2 separate regions of the Mus musculus genome follow, and region 1 is linked to region 2. Evidence: chromatin contacts called from public promoter capture Hi-C data. All regions are on one chromosome and are shown on one strand. Each heading gives the region's core, a stretch centred on a gene start, on an enhancer-like site or on the middle of the called end of the contact. The rest is flanking DNA. Distances are from core to core; before and after follow the strand shown.

Region 1 (5,320 bases), core at 1,345-3,844, 1.7 Mb after region 2:
ACATAATCAGAAAAAAAGAGATCCTGTCAGCACCTGATTTTGGAAGTCCAGCCTCCATTGAAGCCGCCCAGTGCGCAGTTAGAACAACCTGAAGTGGGGTGCACAGTTAGAACAACCTGAAGTGGAGTGCACAGTTAGAACAACCTGAAGTGGGGTGCACAGTTAGAACAACCTGATGCGGGGTGCGCAGTTAGAACAACCTGAAGTGGGGTGCGCAGTTAGAACAACCTGAAGTGGGTTCGCAGTTAGAACAACCTGAAGTGGGGTGCGCAGTTAGAACAACCTGAAGTGGGGTGCGCAGTTAGAACAACCTGAAGTGGGGTGCGCAGTTAGAACAACCTGAAGTGGGGTGCGCAGTTAGAACAACCTGAAGTGGGGTGCTGGTTAAACCTGCTCATCCATTACTCACACTGGCTCCACTTGGATAACTCTAACTCCTGGCTGCTGTAAAAGTGACATGCATTCCAGGAAAGATCATACTTTGAATTTTAAATTTGGATCTTTTTCTAGTGCTGTGTCTTGGGCAGAGATGCTGGGTAGAGGCAGTCAGTGGACAGTCAGGAAGTAAACCGTTCCCTACCCTGCTCAGCTGTGCCACTCCGTGAGTTAGCCAAAGGAAGCACTTTAAACTTGGGATAGTTTGAACCGAAAGGGAGGTTGTTAAGAAATATTCCTATCAGGCTGGAGAGAGGGCTCAGCAGTTAAGAGCACTGGCTGCTCTTCCAGAGGTCCTGAGTTCAATTCTCAGCAACCTCATGGTGGCTCACAACCATCTGTAATAGGATCTGATGCCCTCGTCTGGTGTGTCTGAAGACATCTACAGTGTACTCATATAAATAAAATAAATATGAAAGAAAGAAAGAAAGAAAGAAAGAAAGAAAGAAGGAAGGAAGGAAGGAAGGAAGGAAGGAAGGAAGGAAGGAAGGAAGGAAGGAAGAATTCTATCTACCTATCTACCTTTCTCTCTTTCTTTCTTTCTTCCTGTCTGTCTGTCTTTCTATCATCTATCTCCTCTCTCTCTCTCTCTCTCTCTCTCTCTCTCTCTCTCTCTCTCTCTCTCTCTCTCCCTGTGTGTGTGTGCGTGTGTGCGTGTGTGTGTGTTATGTTTTTCTGTCTCCACCAACTACCTAAAGGGTCCTGCTTTCATATATATATATATCACTTACCACAGTCCAGCCACCTACCACACAATCAGGACCCTCTGCTGCCAGGACCTTCAGCCTCTCAATATCAACAATTCTTTGTAGGATCAGACTCAAATAATTCCTCACTCACTGGGAAGCCAGACAAGCCTTGGTTGAGCTTCTCTTAGGAAAACTAACAAGGTTTCTGGTGAACAGTTCCATTCCCTAGAAGAAATAAGTAGAGACATTTAGTTTTGAATGTCCGTATGTGAGAAACAGTGACTGGTAGCCCTAGCTGACTCTCCATAAGCACAATTCCAGGGCAAATCAATAATTCTAGAGGTGCTTTTGTTAGGACAGGTGTGTACTCACTGGAAAGAAATGTAAATCAATGAAGAGTAAAGCTGTAGGCAGAATGACAACTGCAATAAATAGATCTTTAATCTCCTCTCTAATCAAAAAAAAAAAAAAACTCATCAATGGTGGCATCCCTTGATCATTCACATTTTGCTACAGATAAAAGTGACCAAAGTTGGCTTCTGGGAAATTAAGCTCTTCTTACTTGACCTGAAGCCAATGAAATGTATTCCTTAATTCCAGTTTTACAGCCTGTGTTTTGCAAGCCTTGAATGTAAAAAATAAAATAGGAAAAGGAAAAGAAAAAGAAAAATCACTCAAAAGTAAGGGGGTTTGTTCTTTTTATCTTATAAACAGATTTTTAAAATCCTTTTAGGTTTATTATTTAGACTGGTGCTCATGCTGCATAATTTAATGATAGAGTTTACATTTTTATAAAATACAAGTCATCTATTCTTTAAGAAGCACAGCAACTGCTGAGATTTCAAGCAATGAACAACAGCACTGGCTCTTACATAAGAGCAAGCTCCCTCTTCAAATCTGAACAAGCAAATCCTACGAAGTGAAATGTTTTCCCAACCTGATCTGGCCTGAATTCAGCTACTTGGTTATATAAATGCTTTTTGTATTTTCTGTTGGAAAACCAGCGTTTATCTACATACTTGACCTAAAACTCTACAGTTTACTCCATGCACAATCGCAATAGAAGACTGTGTGGCACAACAACAGGGTCTCCCAGATTACCTTCCCTAGTATATCACTTCGACATAGCAAATAAACAGGGTGACAATGTAAAGCGAAGCTTAGTTATCTAAAATGGAATGAATTTAACTTTAACATTTATGTTCATAATCTAGATTCAAAATCTTATTGACCCCGGTGGTTGTAATACGAAATACATTTCCATTTTGTAAACAAGGCAGGAAGACAGTTTTGGAGCTTCTGTTCAGGCCATAGTGACCCAATTACCTGGTCAAAGGGCTGCGTGGATGCAAGAGACAGGGTGAGTTAAACTTTAACTCCCGGGAATTGTAAACCAAACCTACAGCCACTGAACCTTTGGAGTTTGATACGATGATTAGAATATAACCAAAGTGGCATGCTGAATTCGCCATAATCAAGGAACCTTTTCCGGGTGGGGAACCTCAGAAATTGCTCAGGTATGGCCCATGCTTTTTGTTTGTATTTTCTGTTTCAATTCTGGGTTGTAGTGTCTGGTAGATTGCATGAAAACAACTTGTGCTCTTAACTATCTCTGAGCCTAATGCAGAGAATTGTCGTCGTTTGGGAATGAAACCAACCGGAAAGCTAAACAGTGTCTTAGACTGAGCGGGGATAAATTTCATGGTATACTTCTTGAGTGGGTATGCTTCCACAACTTGTGGGAAGTGGAGTCATCCGTGGGTTCACAAGTGGAGCCCATGTGCTGCAAACCTAACCTCCAGCTAGCTGTTGGGGAGAGCTGTGTTTCACTGTCTGTCCTGATCTCTAGGACCCGACAACAGAAATGTGATTAAGACATAGTTTCACATCTCCCACAGCCTTCTGAGTTCTGTGTATCCTCTAATACTTTAGACACCACCTATTCAATTAACTTCTGTGTGCTACTACATTATAAAAAAAAATCAGGATAAATTCTTGCTATTTCTTCTGCTATTAGCCTGCTAACCAAAAATAATATCCTAAGCTACTTTCTTTTGAGTCTAGCAAGGAAAGAAAACATTATGGAAAAGTGTGTGTTTTGAGTGTGTTAAATATCAACCCTGAAGTGTCTATTTATTAGATTGCTTTCACAGACTAAGCAACCAGCACAGCACATGTATTTTTGCAATATCATTTTTCTCGCACCTAAAAGATAACTAAGAGCCAAAATACAATGGCTCTAAAGTGGGAAATAGATCAGGGCATTTTCTGTCCTATAAGAAACCTCAACTCTCTGCCTGAAGAGCCAGTGTTGGTTCACTATAAATAAAGCAAGCCATCAAGCAGCCCCATGAAACACATTTCTGTACTAGTGCAAGGTACGGATGGAAGTCTCCATGAAAACTGAGAAATCATTTGTGCATCCTAGGAGATTAACGTTTTGTAAGCCAAATATTAGTAAATTCCCACTCGAGTTGTAATTTAGGAGAATCAAATTGAGTTGGTCTAGCTTGAAACACTAAAGTAAAAGGCAGCAGCATGTACTGTCAGGGAATGGAATCTGGAGATAAAAGGGAAGTCACTTACCTGTCCAAACAATCAGGAGTTCCCTGGCTGACACAGAGAAGTAGACACACCTGGTTTATTTTTAAGACCATGTTTTCTGGAATAATAGTGGTACTTCTCAGCTTAAGAAAGTGCATACAGCTTGATGCTCCAATTTACTATGGATTAAATATAGGGGAAAGATAAAATACAGTTGGCTACAAACAGATTGTTTTAAGTGACACTCACAGAACACCATAATGGATCCAAAATCTTGGGTAGCCATTTTAACTAGACAAGTTAACCTGTGATGTTTCAATATCAACATTACCTCTACTGCACTTGAGGAGCATAGGGAGTCACAAACATGCGTCTCCAACAGTCAATCAAATGAGCTGAGTAAGACAACAGAGAGCAGGCCATCTTACCATCTGGGTGCTCTTCAGTGTAACAGTAATCATTGTTAAGTGTTAGATTACCAAGCACATTTCTAAGCACATGTTCTAAGTTTAAATTCATGTTATTCTTAGAATACCCGTATGAGGCTAATACTATCATTATACTATACTACTATATATCATACTGTTATTAGATTGAGGCTCAGACAAATTATTTAACAGACTTGATGTTAAAGGCAAGTGACATAGCCAGGTTACGCAGTCAGGCGGTCTACTTGCAGAGCACATGGGTGCTCTGTACCCTGTCACTAGGATTCACTCTGTGTACATGGGTGTTTATCATTGGGACTAGCCAAAAGAACAAGTAATGCAGTTTCCTAACCTTCCTTTAGAGAGAACTTCTTCCTCCAGGAGCATTTGTCTATCAGCATCTCTCCAAAATTTTACTCGTTAGGCTACAGGCTAAGAGTAAAATATTTTTGCAGCCCATGCCTATTTGCAATGCGCAGATCAATGGAAATCTCCACATTTGGATTGATCTCAGCCAAACCTTCCAAGAAATCACATTCTTTCACAATCCTCCACAAAGCCATGCTTAGATTAAAGGCTTTAAAATTAATCCCAGAAAGAGTGCCATACTCTTTTACAGACATAATCAGGCTGGAACAGTTACCCCAGACCTCCCTGGCCTGTGAAGCTGTGCACATTACTTGAGTTCCTGAGATCTCAGATTCCTCGGATGTGAAATGGATGTGTGATGTGCCTACAGGACATTATAAATATTATTAAGTAGAGCACTGGTGCTTAGGAACCAGTTGACCTCTTCTACCATGGTCCCATTAATAACATTTTTTTTTCAGAAAAACTTAAACTTACCACCCACTAGCTTTCTCAAAACAATTCCATTAAAATAGAAAACTATATAAATAAAGAAACTCATTATTTACAAAAGCCACCGCACTTCTTTGGAACCTGTACACATACACACACACACACACACACACACACACACAAAACTACAAACAGGATAAATTTCATTTTAGAGACTTTCTCAAAGCTGCTACTAAAAATTCAACATGTCTGTATTGACATCTATAGTTTCACACTCTGACATTCTGACACTGTACATGTTAACTTTATTACACAGACAGATGGTTTAAAAACTATTTCAGTAGCTATCAAAAAACTCTGGTATCCCTTTAGAATGCTGGGTAATACTTTGGGTACTATTGCCCAATGGCTTTCATTACCACA
Region 2 (5,719 bases), core at 2,355-4,854:
CCTTCCTTCCTTCCTCTCTTTCTTCCTTTCTCTCTTTCTTCCTTTCTTTTTTTCTTTCTCTCTTTTAACTGTGTCTGGAGGTACAAAGGACATGCTCACATATTTAACTTCTAAGATTTACATTATACTTTGTATTATTTATTTTTTCATTAATTAATTAATTAATTAATTAATTTGCTTTATACCCTGATTGTAACCCCTCCCTCCCCTTCTCCCAGTCTCACCCTCACAAACCCCACCCTCACTCCCCCATCACCTTTTTCTCAAAGAAGGGGATGTTCCCCACTGGTGTCAACTTTCCCTGGCACATAAAGTAGCAGTAGGATTACTACTCCCATTGTAATAGTGCATCTTCTCCCATTGAGGCCAGACAAGGCAGTCTAGCTAGGAAAAGGGGATCCAAAGGCAGTCAAGAGAATCAGAGGTAGCCAGCCCCTGCTCCAATTGTTAGGGGATCCACACGAAGACCAAACTGCACATATGTAACAAATTTGTAGTGGGCCTAGGTCCAGCCTATGCATGTTTTTTTTGGTTGGCGGTTTAGTCTCTGTGAGTCTCTATGGGCCCAGGTTAGTTGTTTCTGTAGGTCTTCTGTGGTGTCCTTGACCCCTCTGTCTCCTTCAGTCCTTCCCCTGACTCTCTCACAAGACTCCCAAGTTCTACCTGATGTTTGGCAGTGGTCTCTGCATCTGTTTCCATCTACTGCTAGATGAAGCCTCTCAGAAGACAGTTATGCTAGGCTCCTGTCAGCAAGCATAGCAGAGTGTCATTAATAGTGTCAGGCGTTGGCTCTCTCACACGAGATGGATCTCAAGTTGAGCCAGTCATTGGTTAGCCATTCCCTCAATCTTTGCTCCATCTTTATCCCCTGTACATCTTGTAGGCAGGACAAATTTTGGGTGGAAGCCTTTATGGGTGGGTTGGTGTCCCCCTCCCTCCACTGGAAGTTCCACCTGGCTACAGGAGGAGGACACTTCAGTCTCCATATCTCCAGCTGTTAGGAGTCTCATCGAGAGTTACCCCCATAGACTCCCAGGAGCCTCTCCACCTCAGATTTCTGGCTAGTCCCAGAGATGCCCTCCCCACTGAGTCCATTCTCTCTCTCAGCCTTTCCCCACCTCTTCTCCCCACACCTGATCCCCATCCCTGTTCTTCTCCTTACCCAATCTCCTACTCAGTTCCCTCCCTCCATCCACCTCCAATGCCTATTTTATTTCCCCTTCTGAGTGAGATTCAAACATCACCCCTTAGGCCCTCCTTGTTACTTAGCTTCTTTGAATCTATGTATTATAGCATATTTAGCCTGTAATTTATGGCTAATGTCTACTTATAAGTGAGTACATAGCATGCATGCCTTTCTGGGTTTAGGTTATCTCACTCAGGATGACATTTTCTAGATCCATCAATTTGCCTGCAAATGTCACGATGTCTTTGTTTTTAATATCTGAGTAATATTACATTGTATAAATCTACCACATTTTTAAAATCCACATACCTACAGATACTTTATTTTTGACAAAGAAGCCAAAACAATACAAAGGAAAAAAAGAAAGCATCTTCAACAAATGGTGCTGGTCTAACTGGATGTTTGCATGTAGAAGAATGCAAATCGATCCATATTTATCACCTTGCACAAAACTCAAGTCCAAATGGATCAAAAAACCTCAACATAAAACTGGATACACTAAACCTAATAGAAGAAAAAGTGGGGAATAGCCTTGAACACATTGGCACAGGAGACAACTTCCTGAACAGAATACCAATGGCTCAGGCACTAAGATAAACAATTAATAAATGGGACCTCACTAAACTGAATATCTTCTGTAAGGCAAAGAACACCATCAATAGGACAAAATGGCAGCCTAGAGAATGTGAAAAGATGTAGAGGGAGGTGTCAATTCCCTAATTGGATCTTGATTGTGTCAATAAAGGAGGCAGAAGCTAATTGCTGGGTGAAGGGTAAAAGGTGGGACTCCCAGATCACAAGAAGAGGAGAAAGGATGCAGAAAAAAGTTTTCAGACCAGGCTTTGGAGCAAGAAGGAAGCAACAGACATGTAGGTATTTGAGCTTCTAGAGTTTGTAGCTTCCTCCTAGAGGGGGAGGGGGCAAGGAGGATGGAGGGAGCTAGCTGATAAGATTAGGGCAGGAAATTCTTTACCCAGCCATTGAGTTGTCTGGCTAGTTTTAAAATAATAAAACTGCCTAGTGTTTTTCATCCATGACACTAAGGTGAGCAGGAGGAGAAAGTGGGCAGCTGGGGTGGTTGTTGGTATCTGGTGGAGCTAGCCATGAGGGACTAGGGGAGCAATTGCAGTTCCTGGGAAAGAAAGGCCAACTGGTCATTGGCAGAGGGATTGGGGGTGGGGAACTAGGGCTGGTGGGAGCATGATCTCGGAGCTAAGCCAAGAGTATGGCTCCAGCCAAAGCAGCAAGAATGTTTTTAAAATTACAAGCAACAAAAAGATCTTCACCAACCATATACAGCTGATGGAGGACTAATATCCAAAATATGTAAAGAACTCAAGAAATTAGACAGCAACAAACCAATAACCCACTTTAAAAAATGGATACAGAGCTAAACAGAATTCTCAACAGAGGAATCTCTAATGGCTGAGAAGCACTTAAAGAAATCTCCAACATCTGTAGTCATCAGGGAAATGCAAATCAAAATGACTCTTAAATTCTATCTTATACCTGTCAGAATGACTAAGGTCACAGGCTGTCCAGGATATGGAGCAAGAGGAACACTCCTCCACCGCTGATGGGAGTGCAAACTTGTACAACCCTCTGGAAGTCAATTTGGTGGTCTCTCAGAATATTGAGAATATTTCTACCCTAAGATCCAGCTATACCACTCCTGGGCATATACTCAAAAGATTCTCCACCATAGCACAGGGACACTTGATCAATTATGTTCATAGCAGCATTATTCACACTAGCCAGAAGCTAGGAACAACCCAGATGCCCATCAACTGAAGAATGGATAAAGAAAATATGGTACATGTGAAGGATTTCTTTTCTAGGCCAAAAACAGAAGCGACCCAGGAAGCAGGTTAGCGGCAGGGAAATTGGCTAGCACGTGGAGCTCTATCTCCCCAGTTCTGACTATCCCCTGCCTCCCCAAAGCTTTCCTAACTCTCCCAAACCTCTCTCTTGATGAAGTAGCAGGAAGTGGACTCAGTTTCTAGGAACAGTTTCCAAGCTAGGTAAGATAGCACACACATGCAATCCCAGTATGAAAGAGGCTTAGACAGGAGGACTGCCTTGGGTTTGAAGCCAGCTAGGAATACGTAGCAAAAGCCGGACTCAAACAACATCCACAACAAAACACCATAAGTGGTGGCATACACTTATAATACCAGCAGTTGGGAGGTAGAAGCTAGAGGCCAGCCTATGACTTTGTCTTAAAACAGAAACAAAAATAAAAACAAAAACAAGGAGAAAAGAATTCTTTTCCTCCACTCTCCCCTTTGCAGAAACTCTTGAGTGCTGGCTTATGATGTTCTTTCTTTAAAATGAAAACTCGCACTTCAGTGCAGACAGGCTCCCTTCACTATCTGTACAGCCCTGCTCCAGCAATGTCTCACTGGCCGTGGCGTCATGAATCCTTTCCTATTAATCATTCACACCTCTCCGTCTCTTCCAAGTCCATCAGCCCTGTGGGAGAGTACACTGAGGGTCAGCAAAGCTCAGGAAGGGCAAAACATCGGTCACAGGCGGAACACAACCCTTCCAGACAGAGCAGAGACTCTGTGCCATAAAAGACTTCCACCTCTTAGGGTTGTGCCCAGGTAGTGACTGAACTGTATGTGAAAGGTTGCAGCGACTGTTGAGTGGCCTGCACAGTGTCGCCGTCCATCAGAACACTTGCTGCATCTTCAAAGGCAGCTCGACAGGCTGGGGAACTGTCACGGCCCTTCTGCTCAGTTTCATCAGACCCGACTCTAAACTCCACACATTAAGCAGTTTGTATGTGCAAGAAAATGCACTTAACCAAACCAGCAAAACCCTTAACTATATTCTAACTATTTACTCTTGCACTTACAGGCGAGTGTAGTGCTCAGCCCTCATTGAGAAAACTCCTGCCAGGCGTGGTGGCACAGGCCTTTAATCCCAGCACTTGGGAGGCAGAGGCAGGTGGATTTCTGAGTTCGAGGCCAGCCTGGTCTACAGAGTGAGTTCCAGGACAGCCAGGTCTACACAGAGAAACCCTGTCTCGAAAAAAACAAAAACAAAAACAAAAACAAAAACAAAACAAAACAAACAACAACAACAAAGAAAACAACAACAAAAAAGCCGAGCGTGGTGGCACACGCCTTTAATCACAGCGCTCGGAAGGCAGAGGCAGGCAGATTTCTGAGTTCGAGGCCAGAAAGGTCTACAGAGTGAGTTCCAGGATAGCTAGGGCTGCACAGAGAAACCCTGTCTCGAAAAACCAAAACCAAAATGAAAAGAAAAAAAAAAGAAAAAGAAAAGAAACTCCTCTCTGCAACAGATGGAGAACATTATAGAGAGCTCTAATCAACCTAAATGCCATTGTGGGGCCCGGTCCATAGTGAGGCATCTACAACATAGTTCCTGCCCCTAGGGATCAGGAATCATTGTGGAAGAGGAGGTGGAAAGAGTATAAGAGCCAGAGAAACAGGGAGTTTGCTAGGAGATTGTGTCTTCTAGAAATGCCAGAGATGAGATTTCGCCACCAGGGCTACCTAAACATGACCTGAACAAAGAGGGCGCCAACAGACCTGGTAATGTGGGAGGGGGAAAGCCCATGATACCTCAACCTTAGACAAAGAACTACAGGCAGCTGAGCAATGCTTAGAATGGGAGAAATAGTCTTCCCCAAGGAAGAACACACCAGCTGGTTATCCAATACTAACGGTCAGCCCACACCATAGATACAAGTAGCATTATATGGACTGAGCAGGTTGTATTTATATATTTAGAAATGTATCTTGTATGTTTATGTACGTATGTATATATGGGACAACAAAGAAAGAAAAAGGGGCCATAGATTTGAAAAATACCAGTGTCAGGGGTTATGTAGGAGGGGATGGAGGGAGGAAAGAGAATCTCAAAATACACAAATATTTAAAAATGACTGCTAGCCTGGCATGGTGGTCTCTAACTGTAACCCAGCATTTGGGAGGGTATGGCACTAAGACAGGAGAATCATGAGTTAACAAGAGCCACAGTCAGCTCTGGCTACATAGCAACACACTGTCTAAAAATGGGACAGGCTCTATTTATATGTATTTCCACCAGACTTGATACTTGCTTTCTAGCCCCACACTCTCAGGACTTCGTGTGTTTTGTTAAACTGTGCCTAGATGCTTTTTCATCTGGCCTATCACAACTCTACTATCCTCTAATGCACACATAATATTGGCTTTCTGGAAAATACATCTGGTTAATCTTGGGGGAGAAAAGAGGAGGTCTCACTACATTTCCCAGGTTGGTGTGGAACTCAGGATCTTCCTGCTTTCCTGCCCTTCACTTTCAAAACAGCTGGAATTAGCCAGGCAGTGGTGGCACACGCCTTTAATCCCAGCTCTCGGGAGGCAGAGGCAGGCGGATTTCTGAGTTCGAGGCCAGCCTGGTCTACAAAGTGAGTTCCAGGACAGCCAGGGATGTACAGAGAAACCCTGTCTCAAACAAACAAACAAACAAACAAACAAACAAAAAAACAAAACAAAAACAGCTGGAATTAAGTTGAGG

What was found. Promoter capture Hi-C pulls out the DNA fragments that hold promoters and counts their contacts.
Region 1: a promoter capture Hi-C map of liver shows a contact between it and region 2, with 2.8 times the contacts expected there. The contact joins the promoter of A1cf here to the enhancer-like site in region 2. A contact is called at or near these places in 4 of 39 promoter capture datasets (the 3T3-L1 cell line, the HPC-7 cell line, liver and 1 more).

The regions. Positions count from the first base shown.
Region 1 is chr19:31,866,219-31,871,538 of GRCm38.p6, forward strand. A1cf (APOBEC1 complementation factor) reads left to right here and starts at 2,595. Exons shown (of 12, transcript NM_001081074.2): 1 at 2,595-2,641.
Region 2 is chr19:30,198,742-30,204,460 of GRCm38.p6, forward strand. No RefSeq gene overlaps it. Among named protein-coding and RNA genes, the nearest start is that of Gldc, 26 kb to the left of the region's middle. Within about 2 kb of position 3,605, at least 11 of the 459 cell types and tissues checked have an H3K27ac peak or open chromatin away from gene starts, as enhancers often do. A contact at or near this core is called in liver, where this site is marked.